3 separate regions of the Mus musculus genome follow, and all the other regions are linked to region 1. A link is a contact called in public HiChIP or PLAC-seq data. All regions are on one chromosome and are shown on one strand. Each heading gives the region's core, a stretch centred on a gene start, on an enhancer-like site or on the middle of the called end of the contact. The rest is flanking DNA. Distances are from core to core; before and after follow the strand shown.

Region 1 (4,347 bases), core at 1,136-3,635:
TCACATGTATCCATGCAAAAGAATATCAGTACCAAAAAGAACACTTCTAGCTACACATGTCAACAAGTGGCTTTTTCTATCCCTATTTAGACTTCTTAAACATTTCTCATTTCTACCGAAACATAAGGCAATATTTTCAACCAATTCTTCAGAGAGTTAAGGAAATATATGTGGCAAGTACAAAACAGCAAATGTCAACTACAGGAAAAAATCACATATTCAGGCAAAACTGAATTGTTAAATTCTAAACTAATTTTCTACCAAAATTCTATACAACTAGCTCACCTCATAATGAATGAGATTATCAATAGGATTTTAATGTAAACATAAACCTTATGCTACAATCTCAACATTTAGAGCTGCACCTGGAATGTCTATTCTACGATGCTCCTGCAAATCAGAAACAACAGAAATTTGACACTGCATTTCTTTGTCTCCATTCATATGAAACCGTAAATTAGCAGATGTACTTTAGGTCTTCATTAGATGAAACAGTGCAACAAGAGTCTGTTCTTTTGGTTTTTTTTTGTTTTTTTTTTTAAGAAATATATTCAAAACCCATCAAAATTAGAATATAGGATGCAATTTTCCTAAGTTTTCCTAATGCAATTTTCATTCTCTAGTACACCTCTCCAAAGAGAAAAGGCAGGATTCTTTTCGTTTAAGACCAGAATCCAATCCGTTTCCAACTTGAGAATACAAGAACAGGAAATTAAATATAACCTAAATATTTCCACATTCTTCTAAGTAAAATTGACTTTTATTCCTGAATATGAATTCACTGCTAATATTCATTAATAAAAAGTAATTGAAAATACATTTTTAAATCGCCAAAAATATAAACTACATTCAACTGTGACAGCATTAGTATTTTTCAAATGTTTTATGTGCCATTAAAAACCCATAGAATTAAACTGATAACGACTTTCCTGAAACTGAAAAGGCGTTGTAGCGTTGTTGTACGGTATTTTAAATATCAAAGACAAATTTTTACTTCAGATGAATTTAGATTCTACAGATCCTGTTAATAAGCAAAGTAAGTTTCTTTGAATTGTGACAAGAATACACTCGAATTTCTTAGGCAACAAATGCCTTTTCTGACTCACCAAAGCTATTGTTCACGGGAAACGTGACCCACTAAAAAGAAACTGTCAATTCTACAGCGTAAACCCACATTTCTCGTGGGTATTTTATTTCGATCATCTAGTCTTTAACAACCTACCCCTGGAGATTTGGGGAATAATCACTGAGTAAATGACAGTTGATTTCGTTAGCACCTGTCACCATTCTCAAAAGCACACAAGTTGGCCAAAACAGATTTTGTTTTTCTTTCAGGTTTTGGTCCTTTAGAAAGTAGAACTCACAAGACATTCACCAAGTTTTCCGAAAGCCCGTGCTTTCTCAATTTCTCCCATTTTCAAAAAGTAGCCCTGAAGCATACGATCTGGTGCGTGCAAGGGGGGCTGTATAATGAAGTGAGAGAAGGAAACACAGCTGGACTCTTCCATCGAACTTAGCACAAAGCCAGTCGAGGACACTAGCAGCCCGAGGCAGTGGGAGACTCCCGGCTCTCGGGGAAATGTCAGCCGCAGGGCTAAGGGAGTTCCCACATTGTGCACGCAGTCCCGCCTTAGCAAGGCCCGGCGTTAGCCGGTCGCCCCCAGCAGGGCCAGGCAAGGACGAGCCCTGCCCACTCGCGCTCGCGTCGCGCCTCCCCACGCCCCCACCCGCGCGGCGGGAGCCCCGAGTGTCGCGTCCTCCCCTCCCCTTCCGAGACACAGTCTGTCCTTTGTCTGAGTGCAGACTCTCGACTCGGTCCCACCAACTTGTGTGTAAGTCCCGTCCTACCCGGGCGCTCCCGCCTCCCAGCCACACAAAGAAGACTTGAGGCTCAGCGCTGCCGGCCCCGATCGGCCACAGGAACGCCCCCAGCCCCGGCCAGGCGGGACCAGGCTCCGGGACAGAAGCCCCCACTCCCGGCCCCCGCCCGCCCGCGTCTGCCGGAATCCACAGTTCACTCGTGGGACCGCGGGGACCGCCACACACCTCACGACCGCTCAGAAAGCTGTCCCCTAGCCCTCCCTCCGCGCCTACAAAAGCGGCGCTCGAGTGAGACCCGCTTGGGCGATGCCGAAGACTGGCCAGGCACCCGCGCGGAGGTCCCGCGATCGCCGCCGCCGCCGCCGCCGCCCCGGGGCGCGTTCCAGATCCCTGACTGCCGACCACCGGCGGCCGACGGCGCGGACTACCTTCGTCCCGCGCGCCAGCCCGCGCCTCTCCCGCGCGTCGCCCCCAACCCGCCGCCACCGCCACCGCCGCCGCCGGGACTCCACTGCCTTCGATGTCCCACTGGGTGTCGGACGCGACCGGACCGAGCGCCAAACGCAGCAACCCAATCGCCATCGCTTTTATTTGGCCCCCCCAGCACTATCAAGCGCCTCTCCGATTGGAGGATGCGAGAGGGCGCCCGTCCAATCAGAGGGCCGAACGGGCTGGGAGCCTTCGGAGCGAGCTCCAGCCCTGGGAGCGCGAGGCTCACCAGCGCGTGCGCGAGTGACAGGGCTCGCTCTGAGGAACGCGGCTTGCTGGGTGGAAGCACCACAGTCGCTGTCTTTGTTCTTTTGCCAACGTGCGGTACCTCTCAGGAAAGCCATGGACAGGCAGGCGGAGGCCGGGCACTTGGCGGGACCCGAAGCCCGCTATGGGCAGGAGGCGGGGAGGTCGGGATGGCGGGAACCGGCCGGGGGGCGGGCCAGCTCTTGGCGGGAATGGGCGCTGAGTGGTTCTCGGGAGGGGGAGGGGAGGAGACGGGCGGGCGCCTGAGCCAAGTTTGAAATAGTTCAAAACTCGGGTTGGTAACGGTCTTAACCGCCCTCTTCTCCGGCGTGCCATACTGGGCCCGGGGTCCAACACTTTTGTTGGCGCCACTGAAAGGAAGGCGTGTGACCGGCCCCACAGGGGATTCAATGCGGGGCGGCCCTCGCTCCTCACGGAGAGCACCAGTAGGCAGATAAAGTTAGTGCGGTTCCTTTCGGCACCTTGGAGGCTTTGGCTAGCAAAACTGGTGCCTAATCCCCTGACGACGGAAGAAAAGGCGACCAGATTTCTCTGAAAGGCCTTCCAAGCTGCGTTTATGGTTCTTAGCACTTATCAAGGTTTCAAGTTGTTTATTAACAACTTTTGAGAGCAAATAGCTCACCCCATGTTTTCTCAGCAAAGTGTAAGGAGTTTGCAACATTTGTCAATGGCATCTTGGGAGTCAACCTTTCTCCCCGAGGAATAGAAATGAGCTGCTTATACAGTACGCAGCCCAACCCCCACTCCCTGTTCAGTTATCTGGCAATGAGGTGAATAATGGTATTTCAAATTTACTTTTAATAAGATGCATCTGAATGGCAAAATCCCACAGACCTGTGAAAACAGGTTCAATAGTGAAGAGTTCAGACTGAGAATTTGTAACACTCTGGAAGTTATGTATCTGTATTGGTCGTGGTTCTCTAGAGGAACAGGTTGAATGAATGAATGAATAAATGAATGTATTCATTCCTTCACTGATAGAATGGATAGAGAACTGAGAATGAATATGTATATAGATTTTCAGAATATATAGAAAGAAGGAATATATACATAATCCTTCACTGGCATTAGAGCACACATCTTCTGGCTTCCTTCAGCCAAAGACACCCAGGCTTGTAGACTCAAGAACTAGCGGATTCTTGGGTTTTCCGTTGGTAAACAGTAATTGTTGGACTAGCTGGACCTACAGCCTGTAAGCCACTCTAATAAACTAGTGTGTGTGTATGTAAGCGGAAAATTCAAGAATCCACTAGTTCAGTTCATAAGCTGGGATGCCTTCAGCTGAACTTCATTATACACCTGAAATTCGGTATACATTATACATTGGCACAAATGCCAATAAAGGAATGGGCTTGCCAAGTAGAGTGAGGACAAGCAGGTGCAGCTTCCCACCTTAAAAGATCTGGATTAAAAGTCAAATGATTTAGTTAAGAAAAAAGCCATCGTGGGTGTACCCTTAGTTTTTAGTTAATTCTTGGGTTTTAGTTAATACCCTATGTAGTCAACTTGACAACCAAGAATAGCCAGAGAAAAATACACTCATGTTCAAATAAAAATATATATAAAAGAAAAATATGAGTTACTCAAGAGTGCTCTATAATGTGACAAACTAGCAGTCAACAATATACTAACTTGTCCTGGTAAAAAAGCTATCCAACTACATCAACAACTTATACGTGCTTTTTTTTTTTTCTTTTTTTTCAGTAAACAATTTAGACTTGAGGTAACTGCTTATCTTGAACTTTGTGTTACTATTTTAAATGTCCTTTA
Region 2 (4,241 bases), core at 258-2,757, 260 kb before region 1:
GAGAATTTACTAGAATGGCTTATACAATAGAGGCTTGGTAGTCCAACAAGAGTCATCTACATATTAGAGAGATTAAATACTCATCAGCTTCTCGGTCCATGAAGCTGGATGCCTCTGCAGTCCCAGTTTGCACTGAAGGCTGAGAAGATTTCCAGAGAGTCTCCAGCCTTCAGTCCACATTGAAAGGCAGAGGAAGTTGAAGTCTGATGGTGCTGATGGCAACAGACAGTTATAGGCAAGAAGCATATTCAGACAAATGGGAAGCATTATTTTTTCCTCAGAGCTCCTTATATCTGGAACATACTGGAAGGTTCTGTCACTCTGGGGAAGGGTCCACTCGGTTAATCCTCCCTGTCCAGACTCTGTCAAGTTGACAATTAATCACCATAGGAAGCTTTTATCCTAATTTTCAAGTTATTTAATTTCTTATTTTCTGCTCCGTACTACCCCATATCTTTGAGCAGGATATTGTTGGTTTTAGCTTGTGGTTCCATCTTGTATGACTAAGATCACACTAAATGCATTCTTTCCTAACTTTATTCATCAAAATCCATCAACATTGACATGTGGCACTGCATTCTCCAGATTCACTGCATGTATTTTGTTTTAGGAGAAGGCTGAAATTTATATTGCCTAATCTGCTGCTGATGCCTGAATTTTTACTATTTGTAAATAACGATGTTGTACACACTTCCTTCTATTCCTTCTAGCATCATTACTGAACTTCAGAACCGTTCAGCTTTGCCAAAGGATGATAAATTGGTCTCTGATGAACTTGGACCAGTTTCTTTTGCTTACAGCATCGTGTGAAAATTCTCTCTACACCATAGCCTCAGCCACACTGTGCGGTGTTTACTTCTGCCAATTAAATGAATATAAACTGATAGCCGCTAGTGGTTTCTCAATTTCTAGTTCTTTGTTTGCTATTAAGTATTTTTCTAAGTTTACTGGCTGCTTATCTTTTTATGAAATGCTCTTTTATGTCCTTTTCCACATTTTTCCTATGCTTCCTTTTCTACTGATTTTTTTCCACTGACTTGTCTTTTTCTTATCCATCTGTAGGAATTACCTTCACATATTTTGGATCCTGATCTTTTGTCCATTAAGTGTTACAAATAACTCCTAGAAGATTCTATGAGGGAGCAGGCACCAAAGAGTTTTAAGCCCTGCTACTAACTCGACCGTCTTGGTTCAGAGGATCAGGTTCTTAGAATCTGGGAATGGACAGACAGAACCTGCTGGACCAGTACAGGAGCCCAGAAGGCCTGTGACAACTCCATCCATGATACTGATCATTTGAACTGGAATTTTGTATCTTCAGACAGAGCCCAGAACATTCTGGGTTAGTGACAGCATCCTCAGAACCAGGTCGCATTGTCCTTCATAGTTGTTCTCAAGCATCGTGTCAGCAGCCCCACCCCCACCCCCACCCCCCATACACACACACCACAGTGGGATTTGCTTTCACTTCAGGGCTAGCTGGTCCAAGGAACCTGAGGATCCTGATGACTCACTGCTCAGCAAACAGCTTTCAGCTATTTATACATGGCTTCCCCTGACAAGGTCTGCCTGATCCCTCAGCAGCCGCTTGGGCTCTTTCAAGCTCACACCAACATCAAATAATAATAGCAGCTTGCAGTCCACTTGCTCGCCAGGAGAAGGGGCCAGGCAGTGCCAGGCTTCACTGCATTGTCCTCACAGCTCTCTCTGTGTTCTCATCTCATGGACAGCGAGGCAGAGCACTGCTATCTTTCCTTGCTCTCTGAATATGGAACACGGAGAAGAGAATCCTCCAACACCTTCCATGGTGTATGGAGCACTGGACTTGTCAGCCCTAGCCTGATGTTTCCCTCCACAGATAGAAATATATGAAAAATCAAGGTTTGCATTATATTCTCCAAAGAGCAAGATATAAAACATGTAACGTGATTTTATTTCAGCTTGAAGGGTTTGTACTCCTCACTTCTGTTTTCACATATACTAAACTCAGAACAATAGAGACACAAAGATGATACACAAACTTATGAAGCAGTCTATACTTTTTAGACCAGTCACTTTTTCTCTTACAAATAGGGCATGTGGGGGTGGGTGTAGCACAGGGTTTCTTGGCTAGTGAACTCTGAAAGCAGAAGAGAGACTATGAAGGGACTAAAGTGGCCAATAAGAAACAGCAAAGGGGGGGTGGGTGATGGGGGAGGGAGACATATGAGCAAAGTACGTTAATACATGTGTATGAAAATATCATAATGGATTTGGCTGCTAATTGAAAATATTAACCAAAAACGTAAAGAGAGTGAAAAAAAAATAGGTTGTAGGTCTGAGAAAGTTCCCTAAGCTGTAAGTCCAGAGTTGATTCTATAGTCATATTTGAAAACCTGCTTGGTGTATGGTCTGGTGCAATTTTAAATTTTCCTAGAGGTAGGAAAAAAAGGAACCTTGGCTTTTCTTTTTCATTTACAACGTAAGAGCAAGCTCCTTCCCTAGAGATGCATTCCCTATTTCTGCACCATAACCTCTCCTAACTCCCCACACTAACTCACAAGGCCTGGGTGAGCACTCTGAGCAACACAGACACCTGATTCAGTTGTGGACTTACACTTATTTTCCTGGGAAAAGTAAAAAGGAATACCAGACTCAATGCCATTCTTTTTAAATCATCCATATGGAGAGATGCTTGGATAATAAGGTAGGAGGAAGGGCAGTACCCAGAAATTTTGTAGCCCATGAAGCCTACATGGAGTTGATAAAGCCTCTCTCTTTTTTTTTTTTAAGATTTATTTATTAGTACATGTAAGTACACCCTAGCTGTCTTCAGACACACCAGAGGAGGGCATCAGATCTCACTATGAGATGGTTGTGAGCCACCATGTGGTTGCTGGGATTTGAACTCAGGACCTTCAGAAGAGCAGTCAGTGCTCTTAACCGCTGAGCCATCTCTCCAGCCTGATAAAGCATCTTCTTGAGAAGAAACACTGCAGAAGACAGGAGCTAGTCAAGCCTGAGTCAAACACATTAACATGTCTGTGTCACCCCACTACCTGCTTAGGTGTGAAAACCTTCTGATGTGATGGAAAAGCCATCACAATACAAAATCCCAAAGCTACAAGTGTGAAGTTCTCAACAGGTGCCGCCAGTTGCTCCTGGTGTCTTTTGCTGTAGAACACAAGATTAGGATCCTTCAGGCTGAGCATACAGGAGCAATTCTGGCAGAAAAGGTTGTTAGAGACATCATCTTAGGGACACACAAACAATGGAATAGGATAACTAAAGAGAAAGAGGAAGAAAAACAGTTTGGAAAGGGGATGAAGTGTGAACTAGAACAATACTGAGCTAGAGTACAAAGAAATATGGAAACAAAATCACTAAACCTTACTGGTCCTCTCTTACACATTTTTCTGATCTGCATCTCCCCTCTGCCACTGGTACCCAGGCTCACATCATCTCCCTTGAGGAAGACAAGACAAACTCTTAAATAGACTTGCTCACACCATGGCTACCCTACCAAATCAACCCCAGCCCCTCTCCCAAGTGTTTTCACTAAAGTGTGGTCACAGCTGAGCAGCTCCCCTACCCTACAGCCTAAGGAAAAAGTGCTTACATGCTCTCAGCCCCTTATGATGGGCTTTTGCCTTGTCCGCCAGGCAAGCGTTCCTGCATGCTAAAACTTTAGGAGGCACAAAATGATTCAGTGCATCAAAGAAATGCTTCATCAGACAAAATGAAGACAAGTCTTTGAAGTAGCTCTAATATTATAAATACTTTGGTGACCCAGCAAATTCTTCTCAGGAGGGTAGATAAACCGTGGGAAAACCCACTGTTGTCTATGCACACTTGACTGTACAATAGGAATTGTCCTCACCCACAGAGAACTATCTTTTAGAGTGTGCCAGCCCAGCAGTGATGGTAGTAGCAGCAGAGGCGGTTGATCCCAGCACTCAGGAGGCAGAGGCAGGCAGATATCTGTGAATTCAAGGCCAGCCTACTCTACAAAGCTTCTTCTAGCACAGGTAAGGCTACACAGAGAAACCTTGTCTTGAAAAAAATAGAGAGAGAAAAGAGAAGAGAAGAGAAGAGAAGAGAAGAGAAGAGAAGAGAAGAGAAGAGAAGAGAAGAGAAGAGAAGAGAAAAATGCCTTAGTTGCACACCACAGTAGAACTGGCCATACAAAGACTCAAGTTCTCACCTCAATTTGGAACCCATCTGAAGTGCCACCCCATCTACAAAAATCCATAGGGCAGGCT
Region 3 (4,827 bases), core at 1,155-3,654, 320 kb before region 1:
GACACACCTCCAGTGTGTCCAGGAGGTTATAAACCAGCATAGAATAACTGAATACTTACCCAGAACACGGGTGTACTCATTATCTGGGTTGGGGCCTTGGGTGGAGTAAGAGGGACAGGAGATAGCCTGAAACTGCCAGCTTTCTCCTCTCTGTACATCCCACTTCCTCAAGCACTCTGCCTTGCTTGCCCTCTCTACCATGGACTGCATCCTCTGAGAACAGCAAACAAAATATCTACTTCTTCCCTTCTGGTGTTTCTGGAAGGGCTTTTGCTTACCACACTATGAAAGAAACTAATATTACTTAATGTATAAATAATACTTACAAGCCAATTCATAAGTGACCAACAATCCAATAAAACTATAATAATTCTTTGAACAAAGAATATAGTAAGCAGGCAGTTTATAGAAAAATAAATACAAATGACGCATATATATGCACCAAGAAACTTAACTTCACCCACAAGTAATGAAAATGTAAATTAAGATGATAGCAAAATTTCATTATCCAATAAAACATAGCAAAACTGAAAAGGATGTTATGAGGCACTAGTTTGATTGAGTTTGTGGGGAAAAAGCACACTGTCAGTTGGATTATGCCATAAGGAAATTTATAGTAATTACACCAAGTGAAATGTAAGTATATCCTCAGTTGGAAAATCGAGGACCAAGTTATCTGCTATGAAAATATCATAGGAACAAAAGTGTAATGAATGCTATCATTTGCTGTAGAAATCTGTACTACTGCACATGCAGGAAAAGCAGGATTTGGAACATTTGCAGGAAAATAAATGCACATTAGCTAATGGGCATGCATTTTTTCTTCACACTCGAATATGAGTGGGCACTGTGCTGGTTGCTAAAGAGGAAGGAAGAACGGCAAAAATAAAATAACACAAGGACTAAGTGTATGAACTAAGTGCATTAATCATGAGATCTTAGCACAACCACGAGAAAAGAGACGAAGGTGTAATTATCGGAGCAGGAACGATGCCTTTTAAGTGCTTGCAGGTGGTAAAGAAAGAAAAACACCAGCTTGTATTTAGGAAGGAAGCTGAATAGATGTGTGAAGTTTTAAAATGTTCATTATATCCATAACTCATTTGCATATGAAGATAGAAAATATTTTATCTTTAGATGGTAGAAAAGAAATTTGGCGTAGGGACAAGAGACTAAGTTGTTAAAAACCATAGCATTAGGGCTGGGGAGATGGCTCAGCGTGAAGGCTGGAGTTCAGATCCTTGCACCCTCGTAGACTTGGAGGCCACATGTAATCCTAGCACTGAGAAGGTAGAGACAGGGCACCCTGGGGCAAGCCGGCTAATTAGACTGCTGGAAGCAGCAAGTTCCACCTTCTGTAAGAGAGTCCTCAATAAATAAAGTGGAGAGTGACCGAAGAATATACCCAAGGTGAACTCTCAACCTCTACATGTGTGTGCACACATATGTAGTCTCACCTGAACACACATATACCCACACACGTTTGGATACACAAGCACACATTCAAGTACACTGTGCACAAATACAAACACACAAAGAGAAGAAAAATCACAGCCACAGAGGCAGGACGCCTTCAGAAATACATTTTAGTGGTGAATGGGCTGATGTAGTGACCAGAAACCATGCTTCCCAGTTCCAGAGAGACTATTCTGGAAAATAAGGGAGTGTGGAGTTGTTACAATGAACAAGGGTGGACATAAAAGGGTGTGTGTGTGTATATATATATATATATGCTTTCCAAGTTCAATTTCTAATTTTTGATGTATGGGGCTTTCTCCTATTAGATGTCTCTAATTTTTACATGATAAAGTGTTAATGCTTTATGCTGTGCGTGGGGTATTTACAGCCTCCTCCATTTGGAACATGCTTTATGAATTAGAATTATGAATCTGTATTTCTCATAATGATTTTGTTTTGATGATCATATCTGCATATTTGCTCCACTATAAACTTCCTTTTGTGGGAGGAGACTGATAAGAAACCAACTTTCTTTTTCCTCAGTGACTGGCTCATTGCTCCAGCGCCAGTGATTGACATGTGTCCTTTATTACATTCTAAACTACCCTTTATAGGCAAGCTATTTCTCAACTCTGCAGCCTGTAACAAGATCTGATACTTCATGAAACAGAAGCAAGTTCTGGGCTCTTCTGGATGCACTGAACAGCATACAAAACAAATTTTCTCTCATTTTTTCTTTCTTTTCTTTCCTTACAATAGATTTAAAAAAAAAAAAAAAACATTCTGGCTAGGATTCTATCCCATTCTCTCAGATCACCCATTCTCCAGCTCCTACCCCACAGGGCAAAGCACTTAGAGCCTTTCCCATTTTCCCCAAGTCTGTGCCTGACAGGCATTTCAGCCATTAGCTCTGTCACAGGGGGCTGGCTAAGTGGAGGGCAACCCTGAGGTACCTGTAACCATGGCAACTTCTCTGTTGGTGGCAGAAACAGGGACTCCAGCAAGGCGCAACATACATTTTGCCTTGTTCCTGTACCACAGAAATGCTATCAGGGGCTAGTGAAAATGGAGATTGTGCTCAGGGCTTTCCTGTCTCCAGTAATCTTTGTTCTCATCATATCTTCTATATTGTAGCTTTTGTTGTGTTTATTTTTGTTTTGTCTTGGTTTGCTTTTGAGACAGGATGTTAGTGTGTTGTCCCGGTTGTGTTAAACTTCTAGTCTTAAATGAGTCTCCTGCCTCAGCATCCTAAGTAGCTGAAACCACAGCTATACCCACCACCACACATGACTGTGCTGCATTCTTTTTTCACTAGAAATAGGGTCAGGTAGCCCAGGCTGGCCTCAGACATGCCATGTAGCCAAGGATAACCTTGAACTTCAGATCCTTCGGCCTCCACCCTCCACATTCTGGGATTACAGGTGTATTAACAACATGCTTTGTTAGTGTGATGAAGAAAACTAAACTCAGGCCCTCATATATGAGTGGGTAGGTACACTATAAATTTATATTTTTTTAATAAATTTTATAAAGTTGCATCCCAACCCTACATACTGATTTTCCAGGTATTGCTGACACTCATAGTCAAGTCATGAAGCTGTAGCCCCACTCAGGGAAGTACAGAGCCCTCCACAAGACAAGGTATAGCTTCTTTCAATAACCCATCATTAAAAAAAAAAAAAAGACTGTTATAGGAATTCACATGTATGAGGTTCTCCCTGGGGAATAGCAGCCACCACTTAGAAATGCTCATTCTACCTCTACTGACAGATTGGGGGCTTCTGTCCTTGCCTATGGCCAGTAAAGCAGGAAAAAAAAATATCCAGATGAAGTTTTGAGTCCATCACTACAGGCTTTCTTCTCTGCAGTCACCAATAATGATTCTGTTATATATCCATACAATCAATATATATATATATATATATATATATATATATATATATCCATTATATAGCCCTATATCCAATAATGAAGCACCAATAATTCTTCCCTGTCTTGAAATATTTGAGTGAGTCTGCATACATTATATGACTATTCAGAAATATACAAAGACTGTGAAGATTCTGGATTCTGATGTTTGTTTTTTGTCTAAAGATAACCATAAAAAGGCTCTTAAAAGAATTGAAATCTGGGCCCCTGTGAGATGACACTGTAGGTAAAGATGCTTGTCATGTTACCTAGTGACCTGAATTCAAGTCACGAAACCCATCTAAAGGTGGAAGGAGAAAACTGACTCTACAAAGCTATCCTCTGACTTACACACACATGCAAATGTACACACATGTACGTACACACTCACTAACATTTTCGAAAACAATTTAAATTTAAATTTATATCATGTTACAGTATAAGCAACACAAAAATGCATGTGAATATGGGTGCAGTTATGTGAAACATAGAGAATGAGATAACTTGTTTTGAAAGTGCTCCTTGAAAAAAACCTTAAAATGTTTCTCAATCTTTTTCTTGGGAAATTGAGCTTAGAAAACTGGAAAAGATACAAACAAAAGTAATGTTAGCTGCAACTTAGAAATTACTTCTGTGATTTTGCTTTATGCTAACAGAGACCAAAGGTAACTTGAGTGAACAATATTAGATTTAAAGTACTAGTGTGTGTGTGTGTGTGTGTGTGTGTGTGTGTGTGTGTGTGTGTGAAATTTGTAGAGGTCAGAAAACAACTTGAGACATCTGAGTTCTCTCCTTTTGCCATTTATATTCTGGGGCTCAAATTCAGGTTGCAAGGGGCAAGGGCTTTTCACTAATGAACCACCTCACCATGAGAGTAGACATGTTTTAAAGATAAAAACAATGGGGGCTGGAGAGGTGGCTCTGCAGTTAAGAGAACTTGCTGCTCTGGTATGCATGGAATTCTGAAAGAATGAATGAATGCTATATGGAAAGAAGAACTATTTCCAGATCTAAAATCTGATGAGAAAATGGTTGGTAACCCTCACAACACTCATGCCCGTCTTTTCAGCAGTCGGTACACTGTGCCTTGCAGTAGTGTAGGGTGGGACCAATGATAACTTTTCTCCTTCAGTGACCTTTACTCTATGGAAGCTAACCACCTTCTGCAAATGTTTACTTCAAGTACAAAAAGGATTCCACTTTTTTATTCTGAACTGTTTTGCCATATTTTGTCATTCTTTAAATAGAATAGAGATGTCTGGTATGCCAGGCAATTTGCATAGTTGTAGATTAAATACACTTCTCTTCTCCTTTTTCCACTTTCTCCTCTCTCCTGACTTTTCTAATAACTAAATCATGCTCAAGGCTGCTCCAGCTAATTAAATGGCTTTCACACTTTGTTGACATGAAGAAGAGCTCTGGCAGAACTGCAAGGCTTCTAAGTGCTTATCATGTTAGCTT

The links. HiChIP or PLAC-seq counts read pairs in DNA pulled down with a chosen protein or histone mark.
Region 2: a contact with region 1 is called in an H3K27ac HiChIP or PLAC-seq map of trophoblast stem cells, with 10 read pairs. The contact joins the enhancer-like site here to the promoter of Ezh2 in region 1. A contact is called at or near these places in 3 of 39 promoter capture datasets (cranial neural crest, embryonic stem cells and maxillary cranial neural crest), 1 of 15 datasets of contacts at CTCF or cohesin (the NIH/3T3 cell line), 2 of 484 Hi-C or Micro-C datasets (nephron progenitors and pancreatic cancer cells), 15 of 115 datasets of contacts at active chromatin or transcription factors (acute myeloid leukemia, bone marrow-derived macrophages, craniofacial prominence and 10 more) and 1 of 9 other capture datasets (embryonic stem cells).
Region 3: an H3K4me3 HiChIP or PLAC-seq map of craniofacial prominence shows a contact between it and region 1, with 3 times the contacts expected there. The contact joins the enhancer-like site here to the promoter of Ezh2 in region 1. A contact is called at or near these places in 4 of 39 promoter capture datasets (cranial neural crest, embryonic stem cells, frontonasal cranial neural crest and 1 more) and 9 of 115 datasets of contacts at active chromatin or transcription factors (bone marrow-derived macrophages, craniofacial prominence, embryonic hindbrain and 3 more).

The regions. Positions count from the first base shown.
Region 1 is chr6:47,592,645-47,596,991 of GRCm38.p6, forward strand. It overlaps Ezh2 (enhancer of zeste 2 polycomb repressive complex 2 subunit), which reads right to left and starts at 2,386. Exons shown (of 20, transcript NM_007971.2): 1 at 2,250-2,386. F830010H11Rik (RIKEN cDNA F830010H11 gene) reads left to right here and starts at 2,565. Exons shown (of 1, transcript NR_168258.1): 1 at 2,565-4,347.
Region 2 is chr6:47,331,609-47,335,849 of GRCm38.p6, forward strand. No RefSeq gene overlaps it. Among named protein-coding and RNA genes, the nearest start is that of Gm35280, 76 kb to the left of the region's middle. Within about 2 kb of position 1,508, at least 41 of the 459 cell types and tissues checked have an H3K27ac peak or open chromatin away from gene starts, as enhancers often do. A contact at or near this core is called in epiblast stem cells, forebrain, pancreatic cancer cells and 1 more, where this site is marked.
Region 3 is chr6:47,276,992-47,281,818 of GRCm38.p6, forward strand. All of the region lies in intron 22 of Cntnap2 (contactin associated protein-like 2), which reads left to right. Among named protein-coding and RNA genes, the nearest start is that of Gm35280, 22 kb to the left of the region's middle. Within about 2 kb of position 2,405, at least 26 of the 459 cell types and tissues checked have an H3K27ac peak or open chromatin away from gene starts, as enhancers often do. A contact at or near this core is called in craniofacial prominence, where this site is marked.